Regions from separate parts of the Zea mays genome. Here all the other regions are linked to region 4. Evidence: chromatin contacts called from public Hi-C data. All regions are on one chromosome and are shown on one strand. Each heading gives the region's core, a stretch centred on a gene start, on an enhancer-like site or on the middle of the called end of the contact. The rest is flanking DNA. Distances are from core to core; before and after follow the strand shown.

Region 1 (2,700 bases), core at 165-2,664, 170 kb after region 4:
CTGGGTGAACTGTCTAACCAGTAGAACATCACGCTAAGATGTTTTTAATATTGAATATAAATTGTATATATATACGTTTTTTTGTAAAATAAAAAAAAATAATCGTGTCGAACCGGGCTAGCACTACGGGCCGAGGCTACAGCCAAACACGACATGACGTTATTTGCTCTTGCAAGCATTAGGTCGTTTCTGAGACCACATTGGCACAATGGACTACATGGTGTTTGAGGTTGCTGAATTGGATGGAGCAACGATAATTTGTCACACTAACAGCAAAATGAAAGGTTATTTGTTGGTTTTAAACGTTAGTAATTGCTACGAAGTAGCGTAATTTATATGGAGCGCATCCAGTTTTTATTGATGCCTGACTTTAGCAATCACTCCATATTTTGATTTATCTTTTTTATAAGTTTGACTTCATGGGACTTATTTTATAAATTGATCTCACAAACTTTCTCTTATTTGGTCTCTGTATGATTGAATTATGCCATTTTATAATCTCTGTTCATTCAGCGGATCATTGTGAACTCTTTTCTAATCGCTCACTTTATTGATCGTGTTGTACCAAGACATATTTGCATGGAGTTAGCAAAATCAAAAAATATATTATACAGAGAGCGGAGACAATCAATAAAAAATCTTGAATTTTTTTGATAGATAATTTACGTGTGTATTGTTGTAAGCCGTGGCAACGCACGGACAACTATATATATATATATATAAGATGATGATATTTATGTATTTCTTGATTCAAAGTCCTTTGTTCCGCTGCTAGTAGGAGAGGTAAACTAAGGCTTGGGCGTTTTTCGTGAAAAGATTTTTGGCACGAAATTTACACATCAATTCCGTCCATCCGACCGCAAAAGGGCGGTCAATCCATTGGACCACACCAATCGTCGTCCTTCGCTCCACGCCTCCACCCACGTCCGTCCAGCCGCCGTACCAAACTCCAATGAAGTGGCAAAAGCGCAACGCAGAGGGACGCTGCATCTGCGTGGAATTTCTTCGTTCCGTTCCAACTCCAAGACTGGGGGAGATCAGTGGAGACGGACGCGCCTGGGTCAACAAGTCTCCGCCCGTCGACGGCGACGTCCCATCCCATTTCCCACGCCACCGCGAACCCGCGCGGAAGACGCCGGCTCCACCCGCTCCCCCACGACCGACGCTCCGGCCCCGCGCGCTTCTACTCCTCCACCACAACGGCCTCGTCTCCTTCCGCGAAGCTGCCAGCGCGTCGCGAACCGTCTCGCTCTCTCCCGGGCCCCGGCCGCTTTCGCGTTTCCGTCAGTCAGCGCACGACAAGGCCGCCTGTGACCTGTCTCTCCAGTTCGTCTCGCCTCTCGCCTTCCGCGCCCCTCGCCTCCTCCAGTCCTCCTCCCGCAGATATATATACACGCCGCGCCCACGGATCATCATCAAGCCATCAAACGCCCAAACCCAGCGGAAGGAGGCAAAGCGAAGGAAGGAGCTCGCCGTCGCCGAACTGCAACTGCAACTGCTACAGGACCCGATTCCCAGAGACAGACACCGCTGCAATTGCAACTGCAGCTGCGATGGAGATGGCCTCTTCCTCCGCGCCGACCGCGTCCTACAACGTGTCCGTGGCACAGGCGGTGCTGACGCTCTCCATCAACGCCATCCTCCTCTGGCTCACCACCGTCATCAAGTCCTACTCCTCCTCATCCTCCTCCGCCCGCCGCCGCGACGCCGCCCCTGCCACCGCCCCGGCACCGCCGTCTCCGTCCCCGGCTAAGCCCGCTGCCGCCGCTGCCGCCGCCGTCGACTTGGACGCGGTGCTCGGGCTGATGGGCGCCGGCGCCGAGTCCGTCGGGTTCGAGGAGGCGGCCGCGCTGTTCGAGGAGGAAGAGGCGACAGTGGAGGAGGCCAGGCAGGCGTTCGCCGTCTTCGACCGCGACGGCGACGGGTTCATCGACGCCGCGGAGCTCCGGGCCGTGCTCACGTCGCTCGGGTTCGAGTCCGGCGTCTCCGCCGCCGCCGAGGCGGAGTGCCAGCGCATGATCGACGCGTATGACGAGGACAAGGACGGCAGGATCGACTTCCGCGAGTTCGTCAAGCTCATGGAAACCAGCCACTGAAACGGATACCGTTCTTTCGCAGGATCGCCGGATCAGAAGATGGTCCGGTCGCGTTTGTTCAGAAATTCTTTGTTCGTTCGTTCTTTTACCAATGTTTTTTTTTCTTGGCTGAAATTAATGGAGCCGAATGATGCATACATATAACAAAATGTGTATATATACTCCTCTCACCCACACAATGGAAAAATCTTAGGAAAAAAATTCAAACTCGTTTGAAAACATCCTAAATCAAATTATATCCCTTTCGATTTTGAACAAAATACCATGATCCAAGTACTTGTGCCGAACTGCGGAATTCAATTTGAAAAACGTTAAATCGGGATCGGAAAATTCCGCACACTAAAAATCTCTTCGGAGAAAACTTTCCACCGGTTTGGTTAGGAATTCAAAACTCTGAACTTCCTTTTGAAAAGATCTGCAAGTCAAAACTTTATTACAACTTCTTCAACTTTTGATTCTGAAAATTCACACAAATTCGGCAAAAGCTTTTAACTCTGGACCAATGAATTTTGAATTGTTTATTGACACATCATTTCCCTATACAAGCTGGAAAAACTAGTTCGTTCGGAAAAAAAATGGACAACTCAATATGTTACCATAGCCA
Region 2 (2,748 bases), core at 70-2,569, 130 kb before region 4:
GATAAACTATGTAGGAAAAGAATTAGGACAAGTGAGAGCACTTTTGGTTCCATATGTGAGCCTTGCCTCGCCTTGACCAGCCAGAAACAGGATATAGAAACATGTTTGGTTACCTTGTCGTGTTGCCTCCATACTTGTACAAGCTAGTTTTTCTTGCTGGAGCGAGAGAGCCGAATTGGCTTGCCACAATGGGCAAGGTTAGCCTTGACTAGCAGCGAGGCCAGGCAAGCAAAGCTTACTGCACATCCAAATATGCCCCTAGTTTTCTCAGCTCCCAACCGCTCAGTTCATTACATAGGATCATACTCTACCATAACTTCTCTGTAAAATATCATTTGGCTGAGCTCCCCTGGCCCTAAGTGCTCAGTTCTTCTAAGGAATCAAAGAAATATCTGGTTAACAATCATTTATTATTACTATTAAGTTACATACATGATTAATTCAAACCAATAAGCTGATGGGGAAGGTGGCAGTTCACTTTATATTTGTACACTTCATATTTCAACACTCACCCTCTTTCCAATGATTTCCCAAAATGTGAAGAAGAGAAGATATATTACAATCACAAACCCCGACTAAGGTTAACCATGTATGATGCATGTTGCCTGCCGGTAGCGTTTCAAACCTAAAACTAACATTAAAGCGTATAATGTATTCCCTACAAGATAAGAGCTAAAGAGTTATTGCATTTTCATTTTGTGGACATGGCAATTTCTTCAGGACCTGCACCACCCACCCCCATATTTCAGCGAATGAGAATAGGGCTAGTGTATAGTATAGACTCGAAGATAACGGAAATAGCCATTATGTTACTAATTAATTAACCATAAGAAGTTCGGAATCGCAACCCCATGTGCCCTGCAATATGGGATCTCAAAGCACATCGAAGCAGTTCGCATTCCAACCAAGCGCAACGAATCTGGGCTTATTCCGCTACCTGTTCAACCGCCCAACACAGCGATCTCAGTAAGGCACTGAGTTCAACCAGACAGGCAACCGAGCCAGCGAACAGTACATTGCTAGCAAATGAGTAAGCGCTGGACGATCGCACCTTGGAGGGCAGCGGGGCGGGCTTGACCGCGAAGGCTGGAGGGGAGGCGACGGCACGGACGGCGAGGCTCCTCGCCCGCCGTTGAGGGAACACGCGGCAGGGGATCGCGACGGCCGGGAAGAGGAAGGCGGCGGCGGTGGCGGCGGCGGACGGAGGCATGGCGATGGGAGGGGGCCGCCTGGGGTAGGCGGCAGGCGGACGCAGGGTGCGAGTGTGCGAGTGGAGAGGAGGCGACGACGTGTGCAGCCGTGGACTCGGGAACTCCCCCTTGTGTGCCTGCATGAGTCTCGCTATCGCAATTCGCAAGCAGATACCTTCCAAACGAATAAACTGTTTTATAAACAAATAAACTACAACGCTTCGAAACAGTTTTTTAGAAACAAGACAAAGTTTTACAGTGTTTAAAATAGGAGATAAAAATAAATAAACTGCTGCAAATACCTTCAGACCCACCCCAGTATCGTCCTACTCCGTGCATCCTAACAGTTCTTTCCATACCACTATATTTTTACTAGGTACCTTATATCATTGTAAATATATTACTGTCTTCAACAATACACATTAAAAGTTATTGTCCGCTATAATTACCAGTTCACGTCATTCTCAGTGGTGGCGCTGAGGGTGGGGCAGAGGGGCGATCGCCCGGGCCTCTGAATTTATAGGGTCCAATTCTAGTCATGTGATCCAATAGCCCGTAAAAAAGTAATGAATATCTAAACATGTTAGAAGAAAATTTCAAGGTGATACTATAATATATATATATATATCCTTTTATTTATTTATTATTTGATATAAATATTTTTAGATGTATTTTGAGTATTTAATTAGTAACATTTATATATTAAAAATAATTTGAAGAACCTCTATTTAAAACCTTGTATCAGGCCTCTAAAATGTTAGGACCGCCACTGGTCATTCTGTAAGGCTCCAATAACGAACGCTAAAACATCCACTGAACTTCAGAGTGCACTCGTCATCCGGTAAATCTGGCAGATGAGCTTCCGCTTGATATCACTGCTCCATTTTTTTGCCTTCAGCGCGGACATAGCTTGCACATGGAGTCAACGGTGGCAGTTGGACGGTAGCGGCAGTCACGAGCGCGGGCAGAGCATGGACATTATGGGGCACCTGGGAACGGGGTGTCCAAACAAAGCTCAAGAAACTCCTTAAAACGGTCCACCGACCAAGTCTCTGTCAAGTAACCCCGGCAGAGCGGACGACCAAGTCTCTACTGAGCAACCCCACGAGGCAGAGCGGACGACCAAGTCTCTACCGAGTAACCCCGCGAGGCAGAGCGAACGACCAACCCTCTACCGAGCAACCCCGCGAGGCGGGACAAATGAGTAGGTCTCGTGCCAAGCTAACCGGCGAAAGGGAAGGGTCGACCCGATACTGCTGACCCGCATCAACATCATTGTACGACGGTTCATTTGCAATGACTTACGGTTGGTTTCTAAAAGCTCCTTCAGTGACCTACGGTTGGTCGCTTAAGATCTTTAGTGACCCATAAAGATGGATGTTGTAAGTGTCATTGCTAAGACTTTAGCGACCGATATATTTTTAGCGACCAACCATCGGTTGTTGTTATTGTTGTACATTTAGCGACCAATGATAGGTTGGTATATTATACATTTAGCAACCAACGGTAAGTTGATAAATGACACATTTAGCAACCAACAAAAAGTTGCTCTACTGAC
Region 3 (2,879 bases), core at 224-2,723, 210 kb after region 4:
CCCAAAAAACACAAACCCAATACCAACGAAAAGTAAGATTTCATTACAACGCAATCCTATTTGTAAATCTCCAACCATAAAAAGCGAAAAAAAATGCATGACCACCGTTTCTCTAAATGTAGGCAAGCATTCCTTACTAGACCAGCCGCGTCTTCACTTCTACCTAATGGCATATACAAACTAGATACTATATTATGGTTCTTTAAGCACTAGATACACCTAAGAAACCCCTTCATACAATCCAATATATCTAAGCCTTATATTTTATTCACTAGAGCCTCTTGAGTACGACTCATTTACGTGAGTTGTATGTGTGGAACCGTATCTAGACTTAGAGAACTGTGCCAGAGACGTTCCTTTACAAGATATTGTCTCTTGTGTTTTTAATACCCTTTAAGATATGTAAGACATTTATGTGTGTTGTACATGCTCTGATCTCTCCAACCAAATTGATTGGGGGGTTGGGGGGGGGGGCTGGCACTAACTGTGTACGTATGTATATTGTTACAATTGATATCTGTTAATCTAGATGTAATAATCTAAGAATATATATGCATGATGTCTATCATGAGTTCATGACAAATTAAAGGTGAAAAGCAGTCGTCTAAAGTGTCTAGTATATATGTTGTAGGTCTTCGTATACATACGATAAGCTAGCAAATGTGTCTTGACCTTACCGAAAATAGCCATAAATAAGCTCATGAATGATTTGTTTTGACCACCTACCACTGTTAGGGGTAATCCAGGGGCACCTCGGCGGCCCCGCTGACGCCGCCGCGGTGGGTTCTCCGTTCAACAAGCCGCCTGCTACCACCGGCGGCACCGCCTGATGGTGAACAGTAGTGGCCGCTGCACCGCCGCCTGGCACGACGCCGCTACTAGCGACCTTCCTGGACGCCGACGCCGCCGCCGCCGGCCGCGCGGAGGGAGGTCCGGCAGAGCCCGCCGCCCTCCGCCGGGGAGCCCCCGCGGGCGGGCCCGCGGGGCGGCGGCCGATCCGGCCCGTGGACGCCCGGCTGCAGAATGACTCGGTGGACGCCTCCGACGCGCACGAGACGCTGAGCGAGGACGACGGGTGCACGTAGCTGCTCCCCCGCCCACCACCGGCGACTGCGGCACGGCGCAGTAGCATGGACGCCGCGGCGCCCCTGGCCGACGCCGGCGACGGCAGCAGATTCTTTCTCCTGGCCGACGCCGGCGGAGGCGGCTCCTTGTCCCTGGCTCCAGGCGGCTTCGGAGACTGAGACAGCCTCCGTGCGGCCCCGGGCACACGGGGAGCCGCCGCCGCCGACGACATGGCCCGGGGGACTGGAGCGTGCTAGCTACACTACACCTACACCTAGCCGCGCGAGAGAGTGGAGTCGTGCCCGTGCCTGTGCTCTCTCGCGCGCGTAAAGTGAGCTTGTGCCGACGCGCGCGCGCGTTGTGAGCGAAAGCGAGAGACGATCGGAAGAGCCGGAGCAGGTGATGAGCCGGTTAAGTAGATAGCGCGGTAGCGGCCGCAGCGTGTTGTAGCAGCCAGTAGCGGAGTGGCGCGCAGGGCCGCACCGCGCCGCGCGGTGGGTGGGAGGTGCAGCCGCGCAGAGGGATCGGAAAAAGGAGGGGTGATGCGGACGCGCGCGGTAGGTGCCACGTCGAAACCGTATCGTCGTCGTCGTCATGGGGAACGTAACTATACAGACGACGGACCTTTGATGCAGTAGTTAATCATGGCGATTAGCTAGTAGAGATCATATATATGCACGAAAGTGACGAGACCACGTACGCCCCATGCCATGCATGGTCGGAGCACGTCGATCTGTACCAGACGGTGGAAGCAGGGATATATAGATTTTCTGATGGATAAAATGAGATATGCATGCCCTATTGGCTTGTTTCCTTCCTGAATCCTGACCTGGCCGGTCGCTACTGCAGATCCATGGAGCTGGTGAACCCAAACAGTTTAATAATCTTATTACTTCTATTTTTAAAATAATAAATTGAATTATTTTTAATGAGTTGATATATATCTCTACTACTAATTATAAGTCTATTGTAGGCGTCCACACCCCCGGTGCACGTTCTGCCTCCAGCTCATCCCTCCTGCATCCCGCTCGCCCGCCGCATCCCTCCCGCATCCCACAGTCGCACCTTCAACGGCGGAATCCAGGCGCACCCCCGGTGCACGTTCTGCCTCCAGCTCATCCTGTTGGGGCAAAGGCAAAGGCGCCACTCTTCGCTCGAAGTCTTCGCTGCAGCAGCTGAGCTAACAGAGACAAAACAGGCAGGGACACCCTTCGCATGTACCGCACCAGACGAAGACTGGCGACGAAGGGCGTCCCACAGTGCAGCCTCGTCCAGCTCAGAGGCCCACGTGTGATCCGGCCCATCGTTACGGGCCCCGCGTGGCCGCCGTGCGTTACGGGCCTAATTTGTAAAGACATCCCTGTAATTACGGTCTGTAACCCCGCTTTATGGGAATATTCTGGGGATAATCTAGGTAGCTGAGGGCACATGCGTCCTTAGCTCAAGGCGCTGCGCGCTCAGGTACCTATAAATACCCCTGCACAGTGCCCGTGAGAGGCCGGATTAACAGAGCTTTTGCCATCTAGCGCGTGTGCCCTGTTGACACCACTGTTCACCCTTGTTGGATCCCCTCGCGACCGAGAGCAAGTTCCAACATTTGGCGTCCACCGTTCGTGCTACGAGAAAACCACCCGCGATGGCACCCAAGAGAGCTAACCCGAAGGCCGACGAGGCTGCGAAGGCAGCACTGCTCGCCGCAAGAAAGGGCAAGGCCCTCGCCCTCACCCACTCCACCCACCAAGAGGCCACTGAAGACAATGTTCCTCGCGCCTGCGAAGACGACACCCTCCGCACCTGCGACCCTGAAGGACAAC
Region 4 (2,954 bases), core at 318-2,817:
CTGGAACCCGGCCTCTGCGCTCTGCCTCTGCGCGGCCCGCCCGCGTGTGTGCCGCACTTCCCGCAAAACAAACAAATAGACGTGGCAAACCGTTTGTATGCATCGTGTACAGTTAGACACGCAAAAAATGAAGAGTCATCTAACAGGCAATGCCATATGGCGATGTATTTAGCAAAAAAAAAAAAACAAGTTTATTACGTTCACACAGCGCGCGTGTACTGCTGAACGATATGCATCGTGGATAGAGAATGTGCATTTTTGGCTCTCCTCGACCACGGCATGCAAATGCATGCCCTGTTGCAAGCTATGCCTCCGTGAACAATGGCCGTGGGGAGGCATCTCGCGTACGCCTCGCATGATGTGTACCCCGTATTTGGATCAGTCTTAATAGTCAGTTATTAATAGTTACCTGGTGCATCCACATCTATTCCATCTAACACTTTGTTATCTAGCTAATTATTACCTCTACGAGTTCCAAACAAACACTAAATGTAGATACAATCTCTACGTGGCTAATGTGTGGTGGGTTGCGGAGTGAGATATTTGGATTGGTGTGAAGATCAGCTCCTACTACTTTTTAACCGACGCCCAAATGAAGCTGTCTCGATAGCTCTACCCTTTAAGGGCATGCTTAGTTTGACCTCAATACACGTGGATTGGAGGGATTTTGTGAGTTTAAGATGGTGTTTAAATGCATTAGAGCTAATAGTTAGCTGGCTAAATATCGCTAGTGGAGTTGGCTAGCTAACTAATGGTTAATTTGGTAAAAATAATAAATAACAGCTAGACTATTTGGATAACTTTAGCTAATCTTAGTAGTTAGCTATAGTATATTTAAACATGTCCAAAATTCATAGTAAGTCAAAATCAGTACTAATTTTTTTTCCAATCTCATTCAATCCAAAACAAGGCCTAAATTAACTTCAGGTATTGACTAGGCTAAGGATGGCGGGCTTTTACGGGGACCTAAAGGAGGAACGAGTGAACTCCGTAGCACCCTTTTTTCTTCCAAATCCGCACGGATGCATCGTTTTAAAAAGAAGCGAAACCCACGTTCCCGCACGTATGTGACGAGAGCCAAATTCATTCATTCATTATTATTTACTCCTACGTGACAAGAATCTCTCGGCTATAAGAAAAGCAACCCATAATAAAAATGGTGGAAGGCGCCAACGGTACCACTCGTCGAGAAAAGGCAACCAAAACCAATGACGCGATGCTGAAATATATATTTTCCCCGTTGTCATCAGAAGTTTTAAATGTCTTTTAAATGTCTGTTTGGTTTGTGACTAACTAAATAATTATATCATACTTTATCTAAGATTAGTCATTTAAATTAAATAATTAACCTTAGTTACAAAGTTAGATAAAATGTATTAAGTTAGTCAGCGAACCTCTAAGTTCGTTTCTTGTGCCGTGCAAATCCACCAAAGTGGCATACAACGAAAAGGAAGGCGACGGGGTCGTTTGGGGTTAGGACGGCTGGACGGGGACGGCACCGCGCCAGCGTTCGGGTCGGAGTTTGTTAACTTGGCCGAGTTAACCTAACCCACCCGCGACACCAAAGTGGCATACAACGAAAAGGAGTCAGTTTGATCTGGGTCGGGCGGGGTCCGTCCGGCGAGCGCGGTCGCACGCCTTCGTCTGTGTAGTGGTTCGGCCCGGCGCGTGCGCGTCACGTCGAATGTGTAGGTGGCAAACCCCTGTAGCGCGACGCGGTCTTTCTTTTGAAGCCAGAGCCTCCCCAGGCACCCAGTCGCTACTCTATCTCTCTTCTTTCTCCTCTCGTCTCCACTCTCCACTGCCCGCTCGATACGGGCGGGCACGACTGGTGCCAAGTTGTTTTCTTCGCCCTCCCCCCTTCCGCGGCGCGTTGTAGAAAGCGAGCGGGGGGTAGTAGGATCCATCGGTAGGTCGTCCCATCCCGTCGCACCGCCCGCTACATACGCCGCGGCGGGTACCTTGCTTCCGTTCATGGCATGTTTGTCTCGGACGGTGGGTTAGCCATGGACGCCGGAGGCCGTGCGGGCGTGAGCGGCCCCGCCGCGGCGAACGGCTCGTTCGGACTCGTCCGCACCGTGGTGGGGTACTCCACCTCGCCCCTCTTCTTCTGGCTCCTCACCGTCGCGCTCGTCGCCGCCATCCACATCGTCTCCGGCTCGTCCTCCAAGCCTGCCAGGTACAACTCAAAAACTTTCATGAACCCTGGATTCTGATCGGCCGTGCGGATCGCCGCGCTCGTTGGCACACGACGGACTGATTGGGGGTCTTGTCTCCCTTGCAGGAACAATGAGACGGAGGAGAGGAAGAAGGCGCGCCGCGATAGGTTCCTCCCGGCCGCCGAGGAACGGGAGGCGTCGGGCAGGGGAGATGACCGGGTTCTGGAGATGATGCGCAGTTTCAGCTTCATGCAGGCGACCGAGGAGGATTTCATGGAGGGCATGACCGCATACGAGCACAACGGCGTTGGCGACGGCACAGCGCACGGGCCTGTCGCGCCGGAGCCGCCTGCGCTGACGGCGACTAGCCTCAGCTTCAGGTTTCAGCACCAGATGCCCGAAGTTCCAACGGAGACGGCGCTGGTTTCGAGAGAATTCACTGCGGCAAGACAAGAGACGGCGGTAGTTTCGAGAGAACTGACAGCAGCGAGAGACGATGATGGACGACAACGAGAGGAAGAGAAGGAACCACACTTTCCTTTGGAACCATTCGCTCCGTTGCAGACGGCGGCAGACATGCAAGAACACCGGCACGACGAAGCAGAGGAAACAGAGTTCCTGGCGGAGGAGCCGGCAGAAGAGCGGAGCGGAGAGGTTGCGCAGGAGGAGGCAGCGCCACCCAAGACCGTCGCGGCCACGCACAACTATCAGTTCCTGACTGAGCGCGACTTCCGGGGGTTCGTCAGGGAGCCGGAGGCCGTGACGGTGCGCGTCCAGGAATCTTTCGTGCCGTCG

The links. A called contact is a pair of places that touch in the nucleus more often than the background predicts.
Region 1: a Hi-C map of bundle sheath shows a contact between it and region 4, with 2.9 times the contacts expected there. The contact joins the promoter of LOC100284831 here to the promoter of LOC103647431 in region 4. A contact is called at or near these places in 2 of 25 Hi-C or Micro-C datasets (bundle sheath and tassel).
Region 2: a contact with region 4 is called in a Hi-C map of ear, with 2.1 times the contacts expected there. The contact joins the promoter of LOC100193730 here to the promoter of LOC103647431 in region 4. A contact is called at or near these places in 4 of 25 Hi-C or Micro-C datasets (ear, leaf and tassel).
Region 3: a Hi-C map of ear shows a contact between it and region 4, with 5 times the contacts expected there. The contact joins the promoter of LOC103649150 here to the promoter of LOC103647431 in region 4. A contact is called at or near these places in 5 of 25 Hi-C or Micro-C datasets (bundle sheath, ear, leaf and 1 more).

What each region holds. Positions count from the first base shown.
Region 1 is chr2:186,816,817-186,819,516 of Zm-B73-REFERENCE-NAM-5.0, forward strand. It overlaps LOC100284831 (Calmodulin-like protein), which reads left to right and starts at 1,415. Exons shown (of 1, transcript NM_001157726.2): 1 at 1,415-2,245. The coding sequence starts at 1,554. The coding sequence ends at 2,096.
Region 2 is chr2:186,512,417-186,515,164 of Zm-B73-REFERENCE-NAM-5.0, forward strand. LOC100193730 (alpha/beta-Hydrolases superfamily protein) reads right to left here and starts at 1,320. Exons shown (of 4, transcript NM_001138818.1): 1 at 1,052-1,320. The coding sequence starts at 1,210.
Region 3 is chr2:186,858,634-186,861,512 of Zm-B73-REFERENCE-NAM-5.0, forward strand. It overlaps LOC103649150 (DNA glycosylase superfamily protein), which reads right to left and starts at 1,474. Exons shown (of 5, transcript XM_008673484.4): 1 at 727-1,474. The coding sequence starts at 1,297.
Region 4 is chr2:186,646,364-186,649,317 of Zm-B73-REFERENCE-NAM-5.0, forward strand. It overlaps LOC103647431, which reads left to right and starts at 1,568. Exons shown (of 5, transcript XM_008671972.3): 1 at 1,568-2,179; 2 at 2,285-2,954. The coding sequence starts at 1,980.